2 separate regions of the Mus musculus genome follow, and region 1 is linked to region 2. Evidence: chromatin contacts called from public promoter capture Hi-C data. All regions are on one chromosome and are shown on one strand. The core of a region is the stretch at or near the end of the contact, and the rest is flanking DNA. Distances in the headings are between cores, read along the strand shown.

What was found. Capture Hi-C pulls out chosen DNA fragments and counts their contacts.
Region 1: a contact with region 2 is called in a promoter capture Hi-C map of pancreatic islet. The contact joins two enhancer-like sites. A contact is called at or near these places in 1 of 39 promoter capture datasets (the C10 cell line), 2 of 484 Hi-C or Micro-C datasets (LSK cells and common lymphoid progenitors), 2 of 115 datasets of contacts at active chromatin or transcription factors (embryonic stem cells and extraembryonic endoderm stem cells) and 3 of 9 other capture datasets (adipose tissue, embryonic stem cells and pancreatic islet).

What each region holds. Positions count from the first base shown.
Region 1 is chr11:107,672,717-107,677,746 of GRCm38.p6, reverse strand. It overlaps Helz (helicase with zinc finger domain), which reads right to left. Exons shown (of 33, transcript NM_001368755.1): 31 at 4,702-5,030. Among named protein-coding and RNA genes, the nearest start is that of Mir6932, 38 kb to the right of the region's middle. Within about 2 kb of position 1,451, at least 28 of the 459 cell types and tissues checked have an H3K27ac peak or open chromatin away from gene starts, as enhancers often do. A contact at or near this core is called in pancreatic islet, where this site is marked.
Region 2 is chr11:107,480,930-107,486,022 of GRCm38.p6, reverse strand. Psmd12 (proteasome (prosome, macropain) 26S subunit, non-ATPase, 12) reads right to left here. Exons shown (of 11, transcript NM_025894.2): 2 at 414-473; 3 at 187-315. Among named protein-coding and RNA genes, the nearest start is that of Psmd12, 3.9 kb to the right of the region's middle. Within about 2 kb of position 2,107, at least 12 of the 459 cell types and tissues checked have an H3K27ac peak or open chromatin away from gene starts, as enhancers often do. A contact at or near this core is called in pancreatic islet, where this site is marked.

The sequences.
Region 1 (5,030 bases), core at 202-2,701, 190 kb before region 2:
TTCACAGCTCAGTTCCAGGGAACCAACACCCTCTTGTGGCTTCCTTAGGCACTAGGCACACACATGGTACACATACACACACCCACAGGCAACCATTCACAAACACAAAATAAAAACACTTTTTAAAAAATTCTCCCTGTTGAACTATGACATCATTATGTCACCAAACGTGATTGTTACTTTAAAATTTTAGGGCTAGTACTTCTTTATAAATACTAAGCTGTAATACTAATATTTCAAAAACATGAATGTGTGAACTATAGTTAATATGAACTATACGTAAGAAAGTTACTAAATTTGTGTACAAATTTATATTAATATAGTTGGCAATTTAAGTAAAATTCCCAGCTTGCTTACTAGTCTAAGACCTATCTGTAATGTTAAGGTCAGCAAATTCTTTCATATGAATGCATATAAATAAATGACTGGAGGAAAGGTTAGCATAGTAATAAAAACTTCTATATTTATAATTATGCCCCAAGGCCAATCACCAAGGTAAGACTGAGTGCTCTAGTGGGATCCCAGCTCACATTATGGTGCCAGGGGCTTTAATTAAGGCCCAATGGCTCATCTCAGTGATTAGCTTTGACAATTAGGCACGAAGAGCGCTCTAGCTTACTGATCTGTTGATGACTATGTCTTGTTCTAGGAGGTTTTTCAGGCACCACCTTTTACTGAGGTAAGAAGACAATTATCTCCAGCTGGTTACACAACACAAATCACAAGCCATCAATATGTACATCTACAGGGAGGAGAGGTGAAATCTCCCAGCCCTTGGTCAGGATGACAGCCCTCCAGCATAACACTTGGCTCTGAAGGGGAACTCAGGAGCAAGCATGGCTGGAGAACACAGTGAAATCCAAACTAACTAATGCCGAAACCACAGGTGCTAGAGAGAAACATGAAAATAAGCAAACTGTTCAACAGCCGGGACCTAAAACAGGAAGTATTCCAAGGCAGGGCCACAACAGAGGCACAGTCCTCTTTAACGCTGACTGACTGACCACCAACCAGAATGAGCAGCCGGGAGCACCGCTGTGCCACCCCCCCACCTCCCCACCCCCCACCCCCCGCCCCTCCCCGGGACCAGAAGACTGAGTGAGCAGTCTCTCCACTACCAGCCACACCCCTAGCCGGGAGGGAGCCAATTCTCTAAGGAGGCTGCTATGATAATATCATCACTGCAAACAAAAATGTGCAATTTCAGAAACCAGTTCTTATTGGTACAGTGACAATCTGAAGAGGATTTTTCATTTTCTCCATTTATTTCTTTAATCAGACTATTTCAGAGTGAAGCGCATCTGAGACGGAGAAGCGCGCTTTGTGCCAGTGTCAGCACTGCCAGGCTGCGGGAAACGGAAGTTCTTAACTTGACAAATCTACGGCCACTTAAGGAGAATGAGGATTTGTTTTCACAATGAAACGCCTGGGAGGTATAATGGGAGAAGCTTGCACTACAACAATGAGCAGAGCATGAGACAAAACAGCATCCCAAGGAACCAGAACTGACAACACGGAAGATTTTAAAGAGAAACACACAAAACGAACGGTCGAGAGCGGAGAGAGGGAGAACAACCAACACATGGGAGAGCACACTGTTCCCTAAAGGAGCAACCCAAAGCACTTCAGGGAAAAAGTCCTTCCAATTTAAGCTATACGTTTAATATACTTCAAATAGAAATCTAAAGGAGGTTTTAGAGGTATATAAGGAAGAGAAAGAATTGACAATGATATTCTAAACTTCTAGTAGGAAAGTCTTAAAACAGTCTCGCCTCCTCTTCCACACAATATAGAAACAGGAAGAGGAAGAGGGACGTCACACTACCTCCAGGTTCACAGTCACAGCATTAAGCCTCGTCTGAATTGAGAGTGTCACTCGGGTACAGAACAGAGACTGCAGGAGGAAAACAAGCACCAAGTCCGGAAAGTGACTTCACTACAGGATACCCTGGAGAGTGGCTTCCTCAGAGGTGAGACTATCAGTCATCATGCAAAATGAACATTTTCACACATATCAAAATCAGCCTTCAAGAGCAATCGTTCTGTGTACATGTATGTGTAAGCCTGCATGAACACATGTGCTCTATGTGCATGCAGGAGCCTGCAGAGGCCGGGAGGGCGTCTGGTCCTCTGGGGCTGGAGTTGTAGGCAGTTGTGAGCCACAGTGGGTGCTGGGACCCTGGTCCTCTGTAAGAGCAGTAAGTGCCCTTAACACTAGCCATGTCTCCAGCCTGGGAAAACTTTCAACGGCACCCAAAAGTCACCACATCCCGAGCCCTGGGAGGCAGCCAGCTAAGACCAGAGCTCTGCGGACTGCATTTGCTCTTCACTGAAACAGGAGCACAACGCAACGCTAGGTGAAGACTCTGTTGTTTGACAAGAACGCTAGGTCTAGTTAGCGGTGGGGCTCCAACTAGTGCAGGGACAAGGACAAATCTGCACTCAAGGTAAGCGGTTAGGGTGAGCACTTTCATCCCCTGAGATTAATCTGCCAAGGTTTCTGGCAACAAAAGAATCCACAGTAGGGGAAAAAAAAACAACTTTCTTTGAATTGTTAAAGTTAAAGAAATTGCTTTAAATGGTTGGAAATAAACAGTGAGAGCATATGCCATTCACTGTGGGAGATGATTCATGCAAAATCACTTTGAACACACAGAAATTACCCTAATACATTGAAAATGTCAAAAATCCACAATGTGGTAAAAATAATGTTTGGCCTGTCAAAGAATTTCTTCAATTGCTGCAACTTAGTCATCGCTCACGAACCCAGTGTAAGAAGCAAGATGACCAAGTGTTTTTGCAAAGTGAACGAAGTCAGTGACAAATGAAGACACCTATTTATATACTCACAGTGACACAAAGAGACCATCGCTGAAAACATCAGAGAATAAAGAACTTAAACTCCAAAACCATGGACAACTTAAGAAGATCAGTGATTCAAGCAGATTTACTCAGTATGAAGAGTTACTTGCAAAATATACACTGTGACGCCCATGAGAACTGGGACATGGTCCTCACACCGGTGTTAGGTATGCACCCAGCAAGAGAGGTGTGGCCACACTTGGGACTGGGAAAGCAGCTCAGTCCTTCTCCTTAAAAACAACAAACACGGGGGCTGGAGAGATGGCTCAGCGGTTAAGAACACTGACTGCTCTTCCAAAGGTCCTGAGTTCAAATCCCAGCAACCACATGGTGGCTTACAACCATCCATAACAAGATCTGATGCCCTCTTCTGGTGTGTCTGAAGACAACTACAGTGTACTTACATATCGTAAATAAATAAATCTTTAAAAAAACAAACAACACTCAAATGCATCAAACAACTCTTTGAGCTAAGAAACTAAAAGCTTGCAGCTTCAATGAGAATATTTAGTCAAGAAAAACCAGAGAATTTATTTCATAAAAACAACACGTTCTGTGGTAAAGGTCGTACTCTCTGTTCTTCAGCCCTGTGGCAGCCTTGAAAGTAAGCCCTGTCTGCGGGGGGCAGAGGAGGCCTCGTCCTCACAGAACTAGGGTTTGCTTTGACTCCCTGGAAGATTACATCAGAACATGTCAGCCAGCTGTGGTGGCTCAAGCCTGTAATCCCGGAGCTCAGAAGGACAATTTCTGCTTCAAGGCCATCTCAAACTCACACTGAGATCCTGTCTCAAAGAAAGATGTTTAATTCACATTTCACCATTGCCTGGTTTGGGGGTGTATGCCTGCAATCCAAGGGTGAGAGGCCAAGATCAGAGGACTTGAATACAAGACCAGTTTAGGCCACATACTGAGCCCAAATAAAAGTGTAACTTTACCTTGTTTTAATAAAACACCTCTAAACAATTACCTACCATCCCTTTACACTCTCTGATCCTTAGTTGCTATAAGCTGACTGGGAACTGCTAGACAATAACAGTCGACACATTGTACAATTGGGAAGCTTGTTTTGATATGTGTATGCATGTTTTGCCTGCAGATTTCTAAAGAATCCAGAAGACGCAACTGCTCCCTTGGAACTGGAGTTACAGAAGGTTGTGAATCATCATGTAGGTGCTGGGAAGTGATCCCAGGTCCTATGGAAGAGCACTCAGAGTTCTTCAGTGCTGAGCATCTCTCTAGCCCCACCTTGGCAGTTAACCCCTGAAATCACGACAAGCTTCCCATCAGTGAGAGTTATCTCGGTCAAAGCTGTCTCTGTCTCCCGACACTCCCTTGGCAGCCGGCCTTATGTTAATTGACTAAATGTTCAGGCATTTGGAAACTGGTCTGACTATGTGCCTACTACCTTCATACATATCATCCTACAAAAAGCTCAGGAAGACAGAGAGAACCAGTGCTTGGAAATGCCACTCACTAGAAATAACAGTACCTTTAAAAAGTACTAGTTAGCAAGATCAACCTAATAAAAGATAAGCCACTAAGGTCCATGTCCTGAGATTAGAAAGGCCAACACTATTCAGATATAGAGTCCTCCGATGTAAAAACATGCCAAAACAGTGATAAAATACTTTTAAGTGACTTAATGTTTCAACAATACCACCTATAAAACCTGAAACAGCACAAAAAGATACATGTTAAAATAATTTTCAAAAAAGATTATTTTTTAAAGATACTCTGTCTGGTGAAACATCCTTTTATCAAGTGGGTAAACACGATTCACAGGGGCAGTGTTTGCTCACAGCCAGCTAATCCCCAGACAGAAGAGCACTGAAAGGTTACCTCTTCTAGGCTGGGGAGCGAAGAAGCAGACACTGTTCGAGATGACAGTGGGTGAAATGGCTCTTGACCAGCAGCGTGTTGATGGTTCTGGATGTGTATAAAAGGGTTCTGTGGTGGCCTGGGAGGCAATGGAGGTAGGCCATAGGGAAAGCCCGGCCCTATTAAGTGATTCTGCTGCAAGTTAGCAAAATTCCATGCTCCTTCCGGAGCCAGGTATTTCAGAGGAGGAGGGGCAAGGTGTTCAGATGGCAACGAGAAAGGGGAGCCAAATAGCTGAGGCGGGAGGCGCTGCGGGAATGCTGGGCTGTTGGCTACTTCAATGTCTCTGC
Region 2 (5,093 bases), core at 858-3,357:
TGAGCTTGTGTGCCACAGCCCACACGTGGAGGTCAGAAGATACCTTGCAGGCGTCAGCGCCTCCTTCTACCGTGTGGATCTTGGGGACTGAACTCAGGCTGTGAGGCTTGGCAGCAGGAACCTTTACCCACTGAGCCACCTGTCTAGTCCCAGTTTTTTGTGTTTCTAAAGCAATCAGGAACTCACTTGTTTTAACTGACTCCGTCGTTTTGACAGAAGCATAATATTTTCATTAAGTAAGTCCCATTCTTTAGCCTCATAGCACATTTTCACTACTGCAACCAAGATGCGGGACGTGGACACCATGTCAGAGGCCTGCAAGGATGAAAATATATGTAAGTGAACAGGCAGCACCAATCAACCACTGCACCAACCACTGCAAGTGCAGTCTGCACCGCTCACCCAGTACTTACAGTCCGGGTCTGCTTTTCTAGAGAGAGAAGGGTTTCGATGACTTCTTGAAGCCGCCCTTCCTGAAACAAGAGAAACAATGAACATAAGTATCACCAACAGACCCAGCACTGACCGAAGCATCTGGGAAAGTTAAAGCAATATCCACTCTAAAGGAAACATGTCCGCCATTACTGCTCTTGTCTGTAACTCTCCATCTGTGAAAAGCTTGCTCCTCCGAGGCAGTCTTTAGGTTAGGCCTTTCCTCCCAAGGACCCACACGCTGCGCTTCTTTTCTCCTGTGTGTGAGTGCTCTACCACTGTGCCTCATTTCCAGCAGTCTACAAGTTTTTCTTTTTTGTCCCCTCCCCACACTTCTTTTTTATTCATTTGTTCATTTACACACTCACTCACTCATTCACTCACTCACTCACTCATTCACAGGCAGGTCTCATGGAGTCCAGGCTGTAGCCAAGTATGACTCGGAATTTCTACTTGCTTGCTTCCATAGTCACGGGTGTCTATGACCACATCTGGCTGTACGGTACTAGGGGTAGAAGCAAGAGCCTCTGCATGGGAGTCGTGCACTCTACCAACTGAGCTACACCCCCAGATCTACAAATTTTTTGTTTGTTTGTTTTGAGATAGGGTTTCTCAGTGTAGCCATGGCTGTCCTAGAAGACCAGACTGGTCTCCAACTTAAAGATCCAACTGCCTCCTCCTCCTAAATGCTGGGATTAACCGTGTGTGCCACCACAGCCTGCCCCAACAACCTCAGAAAAACTGAACCTGTAACTACAATGAGGTTTCCTCTGAGAAAACACTGAGTCTTTGTTTTAGATTCTAATTTATCAACTCAGAGTGGCGATACCTGTTTATCTTGTTCTATCCAGAACTCCTAACTGGTAGGACTCTGAAAAGTACAAATAAAAGAAGAAATGATTTTAAGAAAACACCCACAAGCTAGCCAGAAAATCATGTTTTTAAGGAGCGGCTGATGCAAACTAAATACACCCTGCTGGGCGATGAGAGCAAGTGAGTAGGAGAGGTGAGAGCAGAGAAGGGCACATCGTAGAGAGGTCTGCAAGTCTGAGGCTAGCCCTGTAGATCCATGCATAGCATTAGCTGAATGCTCACCTCCAGGAGAACAATGGACAAATCTAGAAGGCTAGTAAATCACAAAAGACAAAAAAAAAAAAAAACAGTGTTAGGAAGTCTGCTGCAAATTTGACTGTCACCCCATTCTACAGACTCCAGCTGACAGCTTAAGGGACTTGATCAGCCACAGAAGCACCAGCAGAACCAGAGTCCAGGCTCCTTCCATCCCAGCCCTCCAACCCCACCAGTGCAGCATGGTCGCTCCCTAACTGAAAATGGCTGAGCTCTGGTCCAAGTAATCTCTATAGAAAATAGCATATGAAAATAATAGGAAAGAAGGAAGGAAGGAAGGAAGGAGAGAGAGAGAGAGAGAGAGAGAAAAGAAAGATAGATAGATGGATGGATGTTAACCACCCTTTACTCACTAAGCTAGCAGCTGCCTTGGGTGCTGTCTCTGTGGTCAGGTGGAGTGTAGAGGCATCACGGCACACTAACTCAGAAGTGGACACTGAGGAACTGCACCCTACATGGAAGTAGTGCTCAAGTCCATGTACTGCAGGATCAGCACCACATCCAAGGCCATCTTCTTAGAAAGGAACTCTTGGCTAGTGCTCTCTGAACTGAAACTGTCACTTTGCACCTCATTTAATACTGACTCATTTAATACAGGCTCTACTTTGCCATGACCCTGAACTATATTCTAATATTTACTTTGTAACTCAGTAAAATTTACACTCTGAAATTGCTGTTTATCTTGATAGCTCAATGTGAAGCTTCATTAGCCAAACACATACTATTGCTTCTACAGACACCTTTGCTCTTTTTGAGACAGGGTCTCACTCGGACACCCAGGCTGTCCTCAGACCTACAATGGCCATCCTGGCCTGGCTTACTGTATGCCAAGCTCACAGGTGAGAGATGTCTCATGCTTTATGTCTTAATCCATGTTCTACTGCTATGAAAAGACACCATGACCAAGGCAACTCTCCTAAGAGAAAGCATTTAACTAGGGACTTGCTTACAGCTTCAGAGGTTTGGTACATTATCATAATGGTGGGGAGCAGGCAGTGCACAGGCAGGTGCTGGAGCAGTAGTGAGAGCTATATCCTGATCCACAGGTGGGGGTGAGGCAGAGACAGACAGACACACAGTCAGACAGACACTGACACTCTGGGTTTGGAGTGGGCTTTTTAAAACCTCAAACCTCGACGGCTGTGGTGGCACACGCCTTTAGTCCCAGCACTTGGGAGGCAGAGGCAGGCAGATTTCTGAGTTCGAGGCTAGCCTGGTCTACAGAGTGAATTTCAGGACAGCCAGGGCTATACAGAGAAACCCTGTCTCCAAAAACCAAAGGGGGGAAAAAAAACCCCTCAAACCTCTGGTAACTAAGCATTCAAATATAGGCGTCTATGTAGGCCATTCTTTTTCTTTTTCTTTTCTTTTCTTTTCTTTTCTTTTCTTTTGGTTTGAGACCAAAGCTATAGACCAAGCTGGCCTTGAACTCAGAAATCCCCCTGCCTCTGCCTCCCAAGTGCTGGGATTAAAGGCATGAGCCACCACTGCCCAGCAATGGGGGCCATTCTTATTCAAACCACCACATCTAGCTTGAAGGTAAATTTTCATACCTTATGTAATAGTGGTGAATATAGAGAGTGGTCTACCAAGTGGTCTGTGAGTTCCTTAGGCCTGGACCCTTGTTTACTTATAGCTTCCCTCATACCAACTTGAACACAACATATGTTAAACTATTCAGATGATCTTAACTGGCTTACTAGTCTTGGCGTCACAATAAAGAGGATGTGACAAGTTGTTATGGCTGTCAAGTTATTATGTTAGCCCTGTCTGAGGGACACTACCATCATCATCTTCATTAAATACAAGTAGTTCTCAAACCATCTCACTTCTCCTTCCCACTTTTCTACGTTTAACCCAATGACTATGCATCATCTTCCTTCCTGTCTCTTCACAGCTCCCAAAATGCCACCTCCTCCAGGCAGCCTTTCAACTCAAAGGGAGTAAGATGGTAACAGCCATCCAAAACCAGAGTGCCAGAAAATGTAACTTATTTGACTCATTTTTCTCACTTGGAAAAATCTCTGCAGATGAGGTAATGTCTACAGAATCTGTTCAATGTCCATAAGTGCCAGGCATCTTCAGGATCTCTAAGTCTGCCTCTATTAACCACTAAGAGATGCAATCTGTTAATCTGTCAACAAACAACCCCAAGGAGGAACTAATACAAAGTTACCATAAATGTTCTGAAGCCCAGAATGAGCCACTGACCAGGGTACTGGAAACTGATTTCAGGAATTCTGAAGAGCAGCAAACGCTCCTAACTGCTGAGCCCTACACCTGACGCATGCGTATCAAGTGTCTGCACTGACAATTTCACCTTCAAATTTTCTTTCACATTTGAAACAAACAATGTCTGAAGGGAAATTAAGTGCAGATGACCCTTTAAACAGGAAATGAGATATAGCAAAAATTGACTTCTTGTTGCTAGGAACCTGAGCATGATTACCCAAGGATAAACCATTGAACTTTAAGTCTGCTCACAAATGAAAAGAACAAAACTTTCTTCATCGTAACTAATGAGCTCAAGATAAAAATAAAGCAATGTACACTAAAATGTTCATACAATTCTCTAAAGTAGAACTGTAGTGTTAAGGACTCAGCAGCAAGAGCAAGAGCACTGGCCTAATCTCCAGTCTGGAAAGGGCTGGGGAGGGAAAGCCATGCTAGAAACATTAAAAGCGCTGGAGGTTACAGCTCAGTAGAGTGCTGGCCCATCATATCCTGGGTTCAATTTCTAGCACCTCTCATCCTCCCCCAGAGTTAGCCCAGGTGTTTTAAAAAAATAAAGCAAAATTAAAGAAATCTAAAAAATTAACCAGGATTATGAGAAAATCTGAAAATTAAAACTATTGTCCTAGCCAGACGGTGGTGGCACACGCCTTTAATCCCAGCACAAAAACCAAAACCAACCAAACAAACAGAAACTATTGTCCTGTGTTTCAGGGGGAAGAGTCCACCTGCTTCCCAGTCTTCTTTTCTGACCCTTAAACAAGTGTAATAAACTCACACATACATATCCCTTGCTTAGCTTCACAAGCACACAGTCTTCAAAAGCAACACACACAGAAGCCCCCACAATTGAAACGTCTCCATTTTTAACCAGTTTAAAGGCCCAGTCTTTGTTTGGAGACATCCATTTCCCATCATCCGCCCAGGAAAGCATCTGGCCCTTGAGTGGAACTGAACTGTGGCATACAGAACAGGACTGGCCTTTTCTTGGACAACACTTTGTCTACAATCCTCTTCCTGCCTGAACCTCCCAAGTGCTGAGATTACAAGTACCAGCTACCTCTGCTGGTGTAGTTGTACTTTCTAAGGCAAATGATGTTTTTACCTGCTGTGAATACCACAGTTGTATTCATTTCAAAGGGGATGGTTAGGAGATGGCATTACCTAAAGGTGTCTTTTAATTCTTTGGCTCATCGGTTTAACCAGCATTTTAAGACAGATTAACATCCGGGTTTTAAGCATTAAAATATTTCACACAAAAATCCATATTCCTGGGGGGGGTGGGAGGTGGTAGAAAGATG